Regions from separate parts of the Rattus norvegicus genome. Here region 1 is linked to region 2. The links are chromatin contacts, called in public Hi-C maps. All regions are on one chromosome and are shown on one strand. Each heading gives the region's core, a stretch centred on a gene start, on an enhancer-like site or on the middle of the called end of the contact. The rest is flanking DNA. Distances are from core to core; before and after follow the strand shown.

What was found. Hi-C and Micro-C count contacts between places; a contact is called where the count stands out from the background.
Region 1: a contact with region 2 is called in a Hi-C map of psoas muscle, with 2.2 times the contacts expected there. The contact joins two enhancer-like sites.

What each region holds. Positions count from the first base shown.
Region 1 is chr19:31,625,740-31,632,372 of GRCr8, reverse strand. The region is part of intron 8 of Fto (FTO, alpha-ketoglutarate dependent dioxygenase); the gene reads left to right. Among named protein-coding and RNA genes, the nearest start is that of Fto, 240 kb to the left of the region's middle. Within about 2 kb of position 4,147, at least 13 of the 93 cell types and tissues checked have an H3K27ac peak or open chromatin away from gene starts, as enhancers often do.
Region 2 is chr19:31,558,963-31,565,231 of GRCr8, reverse strand. The region is part of intron 8 of Fto (FTO, alpha-ketoglutarate dependent dioxygenase); the gene reads left to right. Among named protein-coding and RNA genes, the nearest start is that of Irx3, 180 kb to the right of the region's middle. Within about 2 kb of position 4,946, at least 2 of the 93 cell types and tissues checked have an H3K27ac peak or open chromatin away from gene starts, as enhancers often do.

The sequences.
Region 1 (6,633 bases), core at 2,898-5,397, 68 kb before region 2:
AAACAAGGATGTGCTAAGTCACCCGATGTAGAGGCACTTGAGGGGAGAAATTTTTCAGAAGGAAACTCAGTAGCAAACAATACATTGGGCTCTCCCATACTGAGTCTTCAAGTACTGTGTTGTTTTTTTAGAGATAGGGGCTCTCTGTTGTATCACTCTGTCCTGGAACTTGCTATATAGAACAGGATGGCTTCAAATTTACAGAGGTCCACTTGCTTCTGCCTACCGAGTGCTAGGATTAGAAGTGTCTATCATCATGGCCTGCATGATTACTGTGAAATTTTCAAAGTGCTGTAGATGCCTGTGGCTTCCCACTCACCTTTAGAGAAGCATGTCCTTTATGGGTGTTTAACACAGAATGCTCCAGCCAGCAGATGAATCACAATATGCAAAATCATTCCCTGATTGCTGGCACTTGAAGCCCTCTTTGATTTGACACCACTGTAAAGTAAGGTTGCAGTTAGGTCTTTGCTCATGGCCTGTTTTTCTGTTGTTCGTTTGCTTGGTTGGTTGTTGTTTTGTTTGTTTGTTTCTTAATTGGGATCTATCCTTGGGATTGAAAGGGAGAGTGATGTAAGTGGGAAGGTATGAGGTTTTTATCACTTTCTACTGTATCATCGGGTTGTTTTCAAATGTGTGATAAGAGTCTACCCTGCATTCAGCTAAATGTGAGTGCAGAGCTTTGAAGGCAGCCTGGCGAGCATTTCCGTACTACAGATCTCTCCATTCGTAGGCAGAAGTTGGCTATCGCTGATAGTCTAGAGGCCATTTTCATAGATCTCTTGATTATTGGTATTTGTTCTTAAATATCTGTATAAGTTTTCTGGGGTGTGTGTGTGTGTGTGTGTGTGTGTGTTTTCTCTAAGTGATTTGGGAAGTCCTCCTGACAGGGCCTCTTCCAGAGTCCTCACTCTCAGGGCTGCTACAGCTGCTAATTCTAACTACAGTCACTTGGAATTGGACCGGACACCAAGCAGGACCCCTTCTTGAAGAGGGGCTCTTGCAAATCTGCTAACCCACAGGCCAGGGCTGAATCTGACAGTCTGTTTTGGGGGGAACCAGCTGATGCAGTTACAAGCTGTCTGTCAGCCTGTGAGTCTCACAGATTTGAACAAAGGTTCCTGGTGCTTTGTCCTTGGGTAACAGCTATTTCCCATGTCCCAGTCTCTGTCTCTTGCCTCTGCCCTTCCCTGCATCACTTCTCCATGTGGCCCATGCTGTAACTACAGATGATGTATAATTGGAGTTCCCTCTAGTGTGGCCTGATGAAAGGGGCATTGAGCCAGCAGTGTGGCAGCAAGGAGTTCCGTCATTGGCTTTGCCCTTTGTTTAGTAGCATAGTAGCAACAACAAAAACCTAGCCAGTGCTGAAATGCATGCTTTGTATTATCTCACTTTGGCTTGCTCCTTGAAAGACAGGCTCTCACTGTGTAGCCCGGGTGGCTTTGAACTCAGCATCCCTCTCGCTGGCCTTGAACCCACGGTCCTGTTGCTTCAGCCTCCTGAGTAACAGGAATACAGGTGCATGCTACCAAGCCTGCTTTCCTCCTGGAGTCTCAAACCTTTGTGGTCATCTGTGAATAAACAAATACTGCTTCTTATTTAGAAGAGGAAACTAAAGCCAAGAAAGATAGAGCGCCTGTTTATCCCATCTCCCTCCAACTCTCGGAACTGGAGTGGGTTCTCATCTCTGCAGTGCTCAGTCTTCCTGTGCGCCAAGTGGAATTGTTTCTCTTCACCATCCCGTGGTAGCTCAGAACTCAAGTGTGTTGATCAGGTTGGACTGATAGCACATCCAGTAAACTGCACTTCTCATCTAGCTCCCTTCTCTACCTTCAGCTTCTGCAGTCACAGAACATAGAAGCTGAGTCTCGGGCATTCACTGGCCCCTTTCAGCATTAACTTGTCCTCATTGGCTACAAACTCTAACCTCAATGGCAGAGCCTCCTGGAGTTCCCAGAGGCTACACATACTACACGCGTAGTCAGTCCTGTGGCCCAGCTGTCATCCTTAGCCAGCTTTCTGGGGGAGCGCGAACTGTTAGCTAAGAGGAGGTTTCCTCATGAGAGTGCACAGGGAGCAGAAGGGACCCTCTACCCCGCTGAGGAGAGACTTTAAAGCCAGGTAGAGCTGCTGCTTTGACTCAGAGTGTATCATGGTCCGGTAACATTTAGAAGAGGGAGTGAACTTTGCTTCTGTCTCCTCATATCCCAGCTCTCCAGTGGGAACTTAACTAAGGAGGGTGGTTAATGGACGCTTCGAGTTAGCGCCTCACAAACCTGCACTGCTCTGTGCGTCAGTTCAAGCTTAGGTTCACACAGAACAGTTTTAGAAAACTGAGCTTTGCCTCCCGTGTGGCACCTGCCCTGCTAAACAGGGACCACTGGGTATAGACAAAAACCAGGTGGCCTGGCACAGAGGACGGAGGCTATTTTTGCTGCTGGGCTCTTGCCATTTCAGAGTTCAGCAGTGGCAGGACTGCTCGGCAGGCCGCTGACCCCAGATGCTCTCCCCTCAGTGGCAGTAGAGCATTGGCACCTCAGCTGCTGGGAATGATCATGATCAAATCTAGGCCACACTCACACTCCCAGACGTGTCTACATAGGTATACTCCCACTTAAGAGCTAATTGCTACTTCCAGACAGATTCGTGTGGAGTGAAGTAACAGTCTTAATTGGTCACTGCCCTAAATGCCTCTTTAAAGCCTCCAGCAGTGACATGGTGGCATCTCTGTTGGCAGCAGGTGCACAGTCAACGCGTCCCTCTTTGGTTAGGTGATATATTGGTTTTGAGCATCCACAGAATAAAGCCTGGTGGGTAAATGGTGGGAACGTGGATGCTGCTTCCCACACCATCTCTCCTGAGGGTCAGTTTTACTGTCGATGTGCTGATGGCACATAGAGACAATGAAGGAGAAGGAGCAGACCAGAAGAATAGTGCCTGGAGAGAGCTTGGAGTTCAGAGTGAACAAGATGCATCTCCTGGTTGAGTGACGTTTCACACGAACGTTTTAAACGTAGATAATTTACCTTACCTGGAGTAAATGCAAAGCGACTAGACTGGACCAGCCATCAAGTTGCAAAGCATTATGAACTTACGAGAAGGGTGAAGATGAGCTCTTGGCACTGGCTCTCTCTAGAATGTCAGCGAGTGTTTCTCCATCATCAAGAAATGCCAGAAATGTAAATATGTGTGTGATTTGCATCATCAGACACATGTAGGATGCGTAGGCGTGTGGGTGTTATTTGGTGAAATAGAGACCTGGTTTGTCAACTCTGAAGCTGGACTTTCTCCATCTAACACAGGATGGCTTCAGCACCAGCACTCTGAGAACTTAGCCAACATGGTGAAGCCTCCTACCTCCTACACCTCGGCTCTTGTCACCCGTGGGATGCTGAAGAAGCATGAGTAATCCTATATGGGTGTGTGCTGAGGAGAATGTGAGGTAGCTTATAGAAAACCACTCTAAACATGAACAAAGCATCAATGTAGGCCACTATCACCTCGACAGCTATTAAAGGGGATTCTTTGAATTTCTAACTTGGTATTGTACAAAATCAGGGTGCTCTGCTCTTTAAAGATAGCTAAGAAAGCCATCAGGAATTCTCCGTGATGAGGCCAGCAAGACAGCTCAGTGGATAAAGACATTTTCTGCCAAGCCTGGCAACCTGAAGTCACTTTCCAAGACTCACATGGAGGAAAGGGGTTGGACTCCTAAAAGTTGTCCTCTAGACTACACACACACACACACACACACACACACACACACACACACACACACACCTGGGTGGAGAGAACGTTTGTAAATATGAATTTTTTTGGAAGAATTCCCATGGATAAACTCCTGTCCTGCACAGCTTACACTGCCTTCCTGTGATCTTTTGCAAATGGATCTGTTGTATGAGGAAAGAGAAGCCTTTGATTCCTATGGCTACCCATGCACACCCGAGCTGGCTGCTGGAGGACGGTGCTAGCATATAAGGAGATGAAGCTAATGCTGTATTAAAACTTCCTTGTCATTTGGACTCACCGCCTAGCAGTCAGAATGCCCCAGCCTTGTCACTGACATTTTGTGAACAAGCAGGCTGTATTGGGCGGCGATGAGTGGATCATCTTGAATGTCACTGTGCACTGTCTTAGCGCGCCAAGGTGAGGTTTGATATTAAGTTGTTGGTTAGGATGTCCCACCCCAATCCTTCATGATGAGATGATCTCCTCAAGTTACACCCAGAAATGTCAAAGTCACTCATATCTTCCATCACCCGTAGCAGTGTTGCCATGGCGAGTACGCAGAGAAGATTGCGTAGTAATGTCAGACTATTTATAGAAACGCGTCCCAGGCGTCTGCCCTCCTGGAGTTGTGTATTGAATGCAGAGATCTGTCTCTCCGTGTGTGTCTCTGTTTCTAAATTGACTTCAGCTGCATGCCTTGCACTTGCGCTTCTCAGAGGAACATTTAACACTGGGTAAAACCAGCCTTCACAGGCAACGTAAGGCCAGCGTGGCCATTTCAGAAGATGACGGTTGCCCCTCCCCCCTTTTTTCCTCTCTCCATTCTTTTTTGAGATGGAGTCTTACTATGTAGCCCTAGGCAGCCTGGAACCTATGGCCTCCTCACTCAGCCTCCCAACTGCTGCGACTATAAGCATGTGCCTCTACACCGTGCAAGGTTTGCTTGACCTAACTTTTTTTTTAAAGATTTATTTACTTTATGTATGCGAGTACACTGTAGCTGTCTTCAGACACACCAGAGGAGGGCATCGGATCCCATTACAGATGGTTGTGAGCCACCATGTGGTTGCTGGGAATTGAACTCAGGACCTCTGGAAGAGGAGCAGTCAGTGCTCTTAACCCCTGAGCCATCCCTTGACTTGACTTCTAACATTATGTCTGAAATATCATAAGACTTGCAAGTTACTGAAAATAATACACAAAGCCCAGGGAAGTTCTATTTATTTTATGCTAATTTGTATATTATTTTATCCTTAATATTTCTAAAACATGAAATTTTAAATTTAGTGAATACATTGCTGTCACACAGGTATTAATTAGGGTTCTCTAGAGGAACGAAACTCATACAATGTGTGCGTGGAGGGGAGGGGAGAGGGAGGGAGGGAGAGACTGAGACTGTGGCGAAAGCTGCATATGGAGGTCAGAGGACAACCTGTAGGTTTCAGTTCTCCCCGACCACCGTGCTTCCCAGCTTGGCAGCAGGACCTTTACCTCCAGCCATCTCCAGACGCAGTTACAGCTTTGAGTCTCTGACTCTGTCTGCTTGTCAACTACTCCTTTGTCAATGCTCAGCATTTTCTTTTGTTTCTAAAGTTAAAAATACTCATTATAAAAAACAAATGAAACTTATAGAAAAGCACAAAAAAGGTGCTCTTAATCCTACCACCCAGACGGTCAGCATCAGTACAGGGTGAGGAATTTTTCTATATTTTAGGTTTTTACATCACTTTTCACAGAACATTTTTTCCCATTTACTGTATATTTTTCAAAGATGATTTCCCCTAAAGCATACACAGAAACTTTTGTGCTTCCTACGAGCCTAATTCTAATACATTGATCCTGGGCCTCACTCCACCCCATTGTTAGAAAGCCTTCTGGCAAGGACCTCAGGATTAATGTCAACCTTATTCATGGATGAAGGTTGCGATTCACACCTGTGTATTGGAAACTGCCCTTTTAAAGGGCACAGTGGATCTCCCATGAGTCTCTTCTGTTTGCTCAAACCTGCAGCTAGGAAGGAAGGCATTGGTAGGACAGGATCCGCTGTGTGGCTCAAGCCGACTCAGTATCCTAGAGAACTTTCGAGTATGATGCAGTGGTACTTGTGGAATTTAGATATTTTTCTTCCTTCCGATGTGAATCCCGGGTTTTTTTTCCTGTCTTTGCAGTACAGCGAGCACAGGAGTGAGTGCCACTTTGATGGGCCTTCTCAGTACTGTCCCATAGTAGCAGCTCTCAGAGCTCCCTGCAAGGCCCTGTCCACCCACACCGAAGCAAATGTATTTCTTCACGCGACAGGAAGCTTAGAAACACTGCTCTCTTGGAAGCTAAACCCAAGAAACTTAGTTTCCTAACTGGGCTGTGCATTGTGGAAACTTCCTCACCTCTCACCCCAATCTCTGCTATGTTTTGCAAATGAGGCGCTGCTGCAGAGAAAGGCAGGCGGCTTCACCGGCAAAGCTCTAAGTGGGTAAAGCTTACAGTGTTAAGATCATAGCCCCAAATTACTTAAGGGCCTCGGCTGACACGGAGAGATTGGATATTCAGATAGATTTTTTTATGAAGGAAATAAATATTTCAGCATGCAAACACTACCCAAGCGGGTAGTGATGCTTCAAAACAGGGTCAGAGGTCGGGGGTTTTTTTTTTTCTGTTTGTTTTTGGAGATGGCGCCAAGTTGAAAGACACCGCACATTGCTACCTGCCCTGGGCCTCACGCGGCAGAGTAATTACTGCAGCGAGTGCAAAATATGCACATTCATTTTGATTTCCAAAGGTCCAGGGATCTCCTCTGCATGTCTTGTGGTCCTCATTATAAAAATGAACAACGTGTAGGATGATGCTTTCCCTCCACCCTGAGTGCAGAAGAGTCACGCTCCTGTCTCACAGCTCAAGTTCTTA
Region 2 (6,269 bases), core at 3,697-6,196:
AGGATGAATCCATAAAGACAGATAAGTAACTGTGAAAGTGGCTGGGGATCAGGCTGAGTGCCACCACTCACCTGCGGTGACAGATAGATAGTCATGAAGGATTGGAAATCCTGCCCAACACGGAGATCTGTCAGCAAGGAGATGGACTGCCACCCTGGTAACACCGCAGCTCCTGTGAAGTGGCCATGCGCGCTCACCTGCCCCTGGGTGTCAGAAGAGGTTAACTCCAGAGCCGGGGGTGGCTTTCCTGAGTGTGTGTGTGTGTGTGTGTGTGTGTGTGTGTGTGTGAGAGAGAGAGAGAGAGAGAGAGAGAGAGAGAGAGAGAGAGAGAGAGAGATGCATGCGGTGGAAGAGAAGAGCATTTGAAGCTGTGTCTGAAGTATTATTGTAGGTGCCACTCTGTCTATTGGTACATTCGGGCACACTTGGTTAAGAAGCGCTGTCTGGTCTCCATTCTTCCTGGGATTTTTCTCATACCAATAGGGGTCCCCATCTGCAAACCAAATGAGTTGGGTTGTGCTGGCAAACAGCGCATTACTGCTAAGCTGCTGACATTGGTGGCAGCAGGCTAAGGACAGGCAGAAGCAGGGATCCTCGAGTTTATCTTCATGCCGGGAAGGTTCTCCAGGCTGAGTGGGAATCTGCTTTGCTTCAACGGGAGAAATTTCACATGGAATCAGTGCCGGACCTGCTATCTCCCACTCAGGCTACAGAAATAAAGCGCACACTTTGCAGTTTCAGAGGCCCCGGTATCAGGCCGAAATACCATCTTCGTGTTCGTTATTAGTGAGTTGTGAACTATTAGCAGCGTGCCAGAATCCTCCCGGAGAGCTGTGAACCAGGTTTGAAGGGAAGAGTAAATCCAGGTGGGAAAAGTAAAGCCTGCTGTGTCCCCACCGGGTCTAGACAGGCCAGGGGCGGGAAGAGCCACTGGAAGTCTTACCTCCCTCTCATTAGAAAATGCACTCTGACCCCAGAGCGAGCATAATTGTGTCAGAATCCAAAAGCGTCATGTAGGATGGGCCTAGGTCTTGGCAGCAGGTGGGATGTGAGAGTGGACACAAAGAGTGAGTCCAGCATCTGTCCTGTGGCAGCCGTCAGGAGGATGGCAGGTGGGGAGCCCCACCTGAGACCTTTCAAGTCCTTGTTCTGGCTGCTTTTAAATTGTTTTATTTTAGGGTCCCACACACGCTATGCTGAGCACCTTAAGCTAAGGTGGGTTCCCAGCCCTCTATTGATTTGTTTTTGAGGCAGGGTCCCACTGGAGTTGGGCAGACTGGCCTTCAACTTGGGGTCTTCCCAAGTAGACAGAGTCACAGACAGATCATGTGGTAGGGGCAGGAAGCTTCCATATAGTACTGAGCTTGCTTTTTACCTGGCTAGTCTCCTCTTGTCTCTACTCTCACTTCCGTCACCTGCCCTTGTGGAAATGCCCTTGCTTTAGAGCTCTGTTCCTGGCTTTATGTGGAACCTAACAGTAGCCACTTGCCCTGGGGAAGGATGGTGTGGGTCTGCCTGTCCTGTTACTGCTGTCCTGGGCCCCAGTGTCACTTCCTCCAGATGCTGTGAGACAGGTATTGCTTTAGAAAACCTCACCCTTCTCCTTTTTAGCTTTTTTTTTTTTCCTGAAAATGTGTTGAGGTGACTCAGCCGCAGTGAAAGCATTTATTTATTTATTTGACCCCGAGTTCTTGCCGTGACTTGTTTTGACCCTACCATTCTCTGATTTAAAGTCTGAATTTCAAGAAGCCTTATTAACGATGTCAATTTGTGCACCAGAATGGGTAAATGTTCCCATGAACTTTGACTCCTGGAGGAAACTATTTTAGAAGAATAAGAGATTTTCCTGATAATATGTTCCTCATTTTGGGCTAATACTTTTGGTGTGAGCATGGAGCCGGAGAAGGGCTCTGCTCTTGCCTGACCCCACTTGCTCCCATATATTGGAAGCGTTTTACAACCCCCCCCAGCATTAGAGTTTTATTTTGCTGAGAACACTTTCATAATGGGTTATAAATCTCCCGGTGCACAGCTGATTAAATAAGCCTCAACATGAATTAAAAAAGAGGGCCAGCCACTTGCCACCAGGGGTGACAGGTAAGACCGTCAGGTAACCGGCAGGTCAAGTTTTTATTAACTCAGGAGCTAAGGTCACATTGCTTCTTGGGGCCGTCCTCAGAAATGGGAGTAAGAAGGCGGCCTTGGCCATGCGTTCCCTCAGATCCCGGAGGCTCGTCGCAGACCTGTTCTCCTCGGCCACTGTGGCTGAGGACAGAGCTGGTAAGCTGTGCTAACAGGGGCACCAGACACCATGCTATCCTACCACTCCCTCGGCTGCTGCTCTGATGCCCTGTGCACATGTCCCCCAGGTAGGGAACCCAGAGGACCTGTATTTGTCCAAACAAAACAAAACAGTGTTAACTGTTGCTAATTTCTCCATTTTAGCTTCAGTCTCAACTTGTCAACGAGAACGCCTTGAGGGAGGTGTTCCTTGTGGTACCTGGCTCTGGGGCCAGTTTACTATTCCTCACCAGGTGAGACCTTTCTGAGAACAGGAAAGTTATTTCAGAGAATAGATAGTTTAAAATGACGTGTTTTGCCCTTTCTTAGGAATCACAGCATTGCACCTATTGTTATATGAGCATGAAGTGTCCCCCACTCCCATAGACGCCTGCATTGAATACTTAGTATCTAGCCTGTGGAGTTGGGTTTGGAAGGTTCTGGAAACTTCATTAGCTGGGGTCTAGGCAGAGGAAGTAAGTCGCCGGGGACTGGCCTGTGGGGGTTGTGATTGATGTCGAGTACCTCCCTCGCACATGAGGAACACAGCCACCACCTCCACTCACCACCCCCACAGTGATGTTGGACACAAGCTCAGGGAGCCAAACAGCCTCGGACCAAACCTCGGAAACCCTGAGCCAGTACCCTCCCCTCTATGCTTCTCTTGGAGTTTTGGGCACAGCTACTCAAAGTAATTTCTGTACTTCCCATGTATGCTTGAGATTCCTGCTCTGTTCCAAGTCCTTGCCCCACCCCCACCCCCACCCCGTGTTCTGAGTGACTTTCGGGAGCTATGCGGGAGGGGGTGGGGCAGATTGGAGGGTGAGTTAGCTGGCCGCTTGTGCACCATACTTCTTCCTCTCAGCACAGTGGTGGGCAAGGTAACTCCACTTCTGAGGGGTCAGGGGCAAGGGACTGGAGGATCACCTGCAGTGAGTGTTTGCCTTGGAACTCACCATTGAATGTATCCCAGAAAGTATCTGTCAGCATCAGTCCTATGGATTCTTAATACTAGTCCCCAAAGTAGGTGCCCAGGTACTAATGTCCCCATTTGCATGTGGGAATCCTGAAATGCAGGGAGGCTTACTGTCTCTTGGGGGGCAGGGTAGCTGTGAGTGACACAGATCAGACTACATCCGATCCTGTGACTCTTTGACCAACACCCTTTCCATTACACCAGGATTAACTCCACAGTCATGAAAATCTCAAGAACAAAGCGAATCTTAAGTCTCTATATAGCTTCACTCTTAATATAACTTCAAATTCCCATGTCAATCACGCTGCAGTCCCCTGGGGGAGATGCATGAGGCATAAGCTTCCCTTTGCAGGCAGCTCAAACCAGGCCAAGGAGTGCCTTCCCGTGCCTAATGCACGCTTACCAGCTAGTTCAGTGTAGAATCTGGACCTGGGTTCAGGCATTGGCTACCTTTTGCTGACTCATGCCCTGTCTGTCTGCAGAATGCACACTGGCAGGAAGACTCGGAGGGTGTGTGGAGGAAGATCATCAGGGGTAGTTAAGAGGCAGCACAAAGTACCCCCATCCACTGGACCAGGGAGCAAGCCCGTGACCGTGCCTCCTGGCAAATACTGAAGGCAGGCGATAGCAGGGCACTGTAGAAAGGTCCACCTCTCCATGCAGAGGAGCTTGGATCACAGGGGAAGTGGCTGCACCCGCAAAGGTCAGGCTTTAATTACATGCGCAGTTAAATGGAAATACTGTAGAGAGGTCACGCTCATATTTCTCTGGCCTTCATTAACGTTATTGCTCTGTCACTTTCTCTCTCCTTGGATTTTTAAATGAAAGCCCCTTTACTACACTTTAAAGGAGTATTTGTTTGTAATCGTTCTTGACTCTGAAAGGGGAGGTTAGATCTTTGGCGTCGAGGTTGTTTTTTTTTTTGGGGGGGGGGAAGCTGGTAGATAAAAATAAACTTTGCCGATGCGGCCCTCGCTAATTTTATTTCAAACCATGGGCTTTTTATAGCCTCACCTACTAATGCTTTTGATTAAAACACAAGCACAAACCAGCCAACATGAACAGGTTGAATGCCACATCTGTGCAGAAGATAGCAGCTCACTTATTTATGGCTCAAAGAAATGGAGCCTAAATTAAGCGAGCTATTGCTGGAGAGTGGATAAGCGGCCATTATGAATTATCCTTAATTATAGCGATTTCCTAAACTAATAAACCTGCTAAATCTTTATTGCAAAGGTTAGTTTACGCGGTGCATATAAAACCCGCATGTGCTCCACATCAGCCACCAGCTGTCTGACAGTGCGCCGCTATTTCAGTGAGCGTTCACATAAATTTTATGTTGGTTATATTAACAGTCAGTCCATATCACTACCCACAGATGCCAGAGGACATAAAACTGCTCTCCAGTGAGCCTAAATATCCCTAGAAGCTAGTTGTGTCTAATGTCCCATGTAGTATTTGTACGTGAAAGCACCAGATTGGAGGGTTATTTACAGATGAATATTTCAATCCAGTTAGTTCACTGAGCTCACTTAGCCTTCCTTGCCGGCTTATTTGTATGCTAAATAATTCACCGAAGGTTCCTGTTTACTCTCTGTAGTAGCTTCTATGAAATGTAAACACAGGGCCAACTTTCGGCCTTCAAAAGGCTAAGCAGCTGTGTGTTTAATGCAGGTCAGAGCGGCGGGCGCATGCCACCTCGCCCACTGGCAGCGGCTGACACATGCTTTCGCTTTATTTTGGGCAGGCGGGCTAGCTTGTGTTCGCTCTCTCCTCTCTCTCTCTCTCTCTCTCTCTCTCTCTCTCTCTCTCTCTCTCTCTCTCTCTCATTTCTTTAATTTCCCCCTTCTTATAGGCAGGACTAGAGCTTTCCTAGGCATTTTTGACTGCTTCTTTCTCAGTACCTGCCTGTGTGTCAGGATCAGCCCCATCAGGGAAGAAACACAGTCTTGGCTTTGAGACTGCGCCCCTCAGTCATCTCCACTAAGGAGGGAAAGTCAGTCCTCTGCTCGCCAAATGCCCTTGTCCCCAGCCCCAGCCCCATGATTTCTTTTTTCCTGTTAAATTTCTAAATCCCGAGGTTGGTGAGGATACCTTTCTTTGTCCCTGGAGAGCCTTGACTTAGTCCAACCTCTGCCACCCAGAAGGACGGAGAGGCAAAGTCCAACTTAAAAAGATGCAGCCTCGGTGGCATCAGCACAGATGTGGAGCCCTGGCTGGCAAGGATCGCTGGTTCCGAGGCCGGTGTCAGCTACCTGCCCCTATTGTTTAGCGGTTCCTTCGGCTCAGCGTGCACGTGAAAAATTCCCTGGTGCGGGTACTCAATAGTCCTCGCCACTTACCGCCAAAGAGACTGGAAAACAGCCTCCCTCGTTTGCAGCCAGGCCCTGCCAAGATCATGAGAGGGTTCAATAGCAGTGCTAACTTTTTATTTAATAATATTGATTTTATCATTTTTACTACTTACAATTGGGATTGGTCGGCTGATAGTTATTTGACCTCCCTTTGTGCATGGCTGTGGAGTGCTTCGTTAAAGCTATTGACATATCTCTCTTACCCGCTGTCCTTCCAGCAGCCCATCTCCGCAAATAATATTGAGATGCAGTAACTGTTCCCTGATATTGATTTCAGATCGTGTTCATCACACCCTTCCCGGGGCCAGGCAGAGAGCAGCAGCAGGCCCTGGTCTTGTAAACTCTTGACTGCTGCAGGCTTAAGCACCTTTCCATCTTCCAAGTAATAACATCAACCTCATGCATTCCCCGAAAAATTACCCGGGAAAATGAAAGCGTTTTTTTTGGACCATGGTTATTTTTATGCATACATTAATTAAACTTATTCTCTCTCTCTCTCTCTCTCTCTCTCTCTCTCTCTCTCTCTCTCTCTCTCTCTCAGGAATGTTAGATCTGTGTGTCCCTGAGCTAGGAGGAGGAACTCTGATTACATTTTAATCTTCTAGGATTTGGGGGTTTGGCACAGTTAGCCAGACTCAAGGCCTCTTTGACCTTCTCAA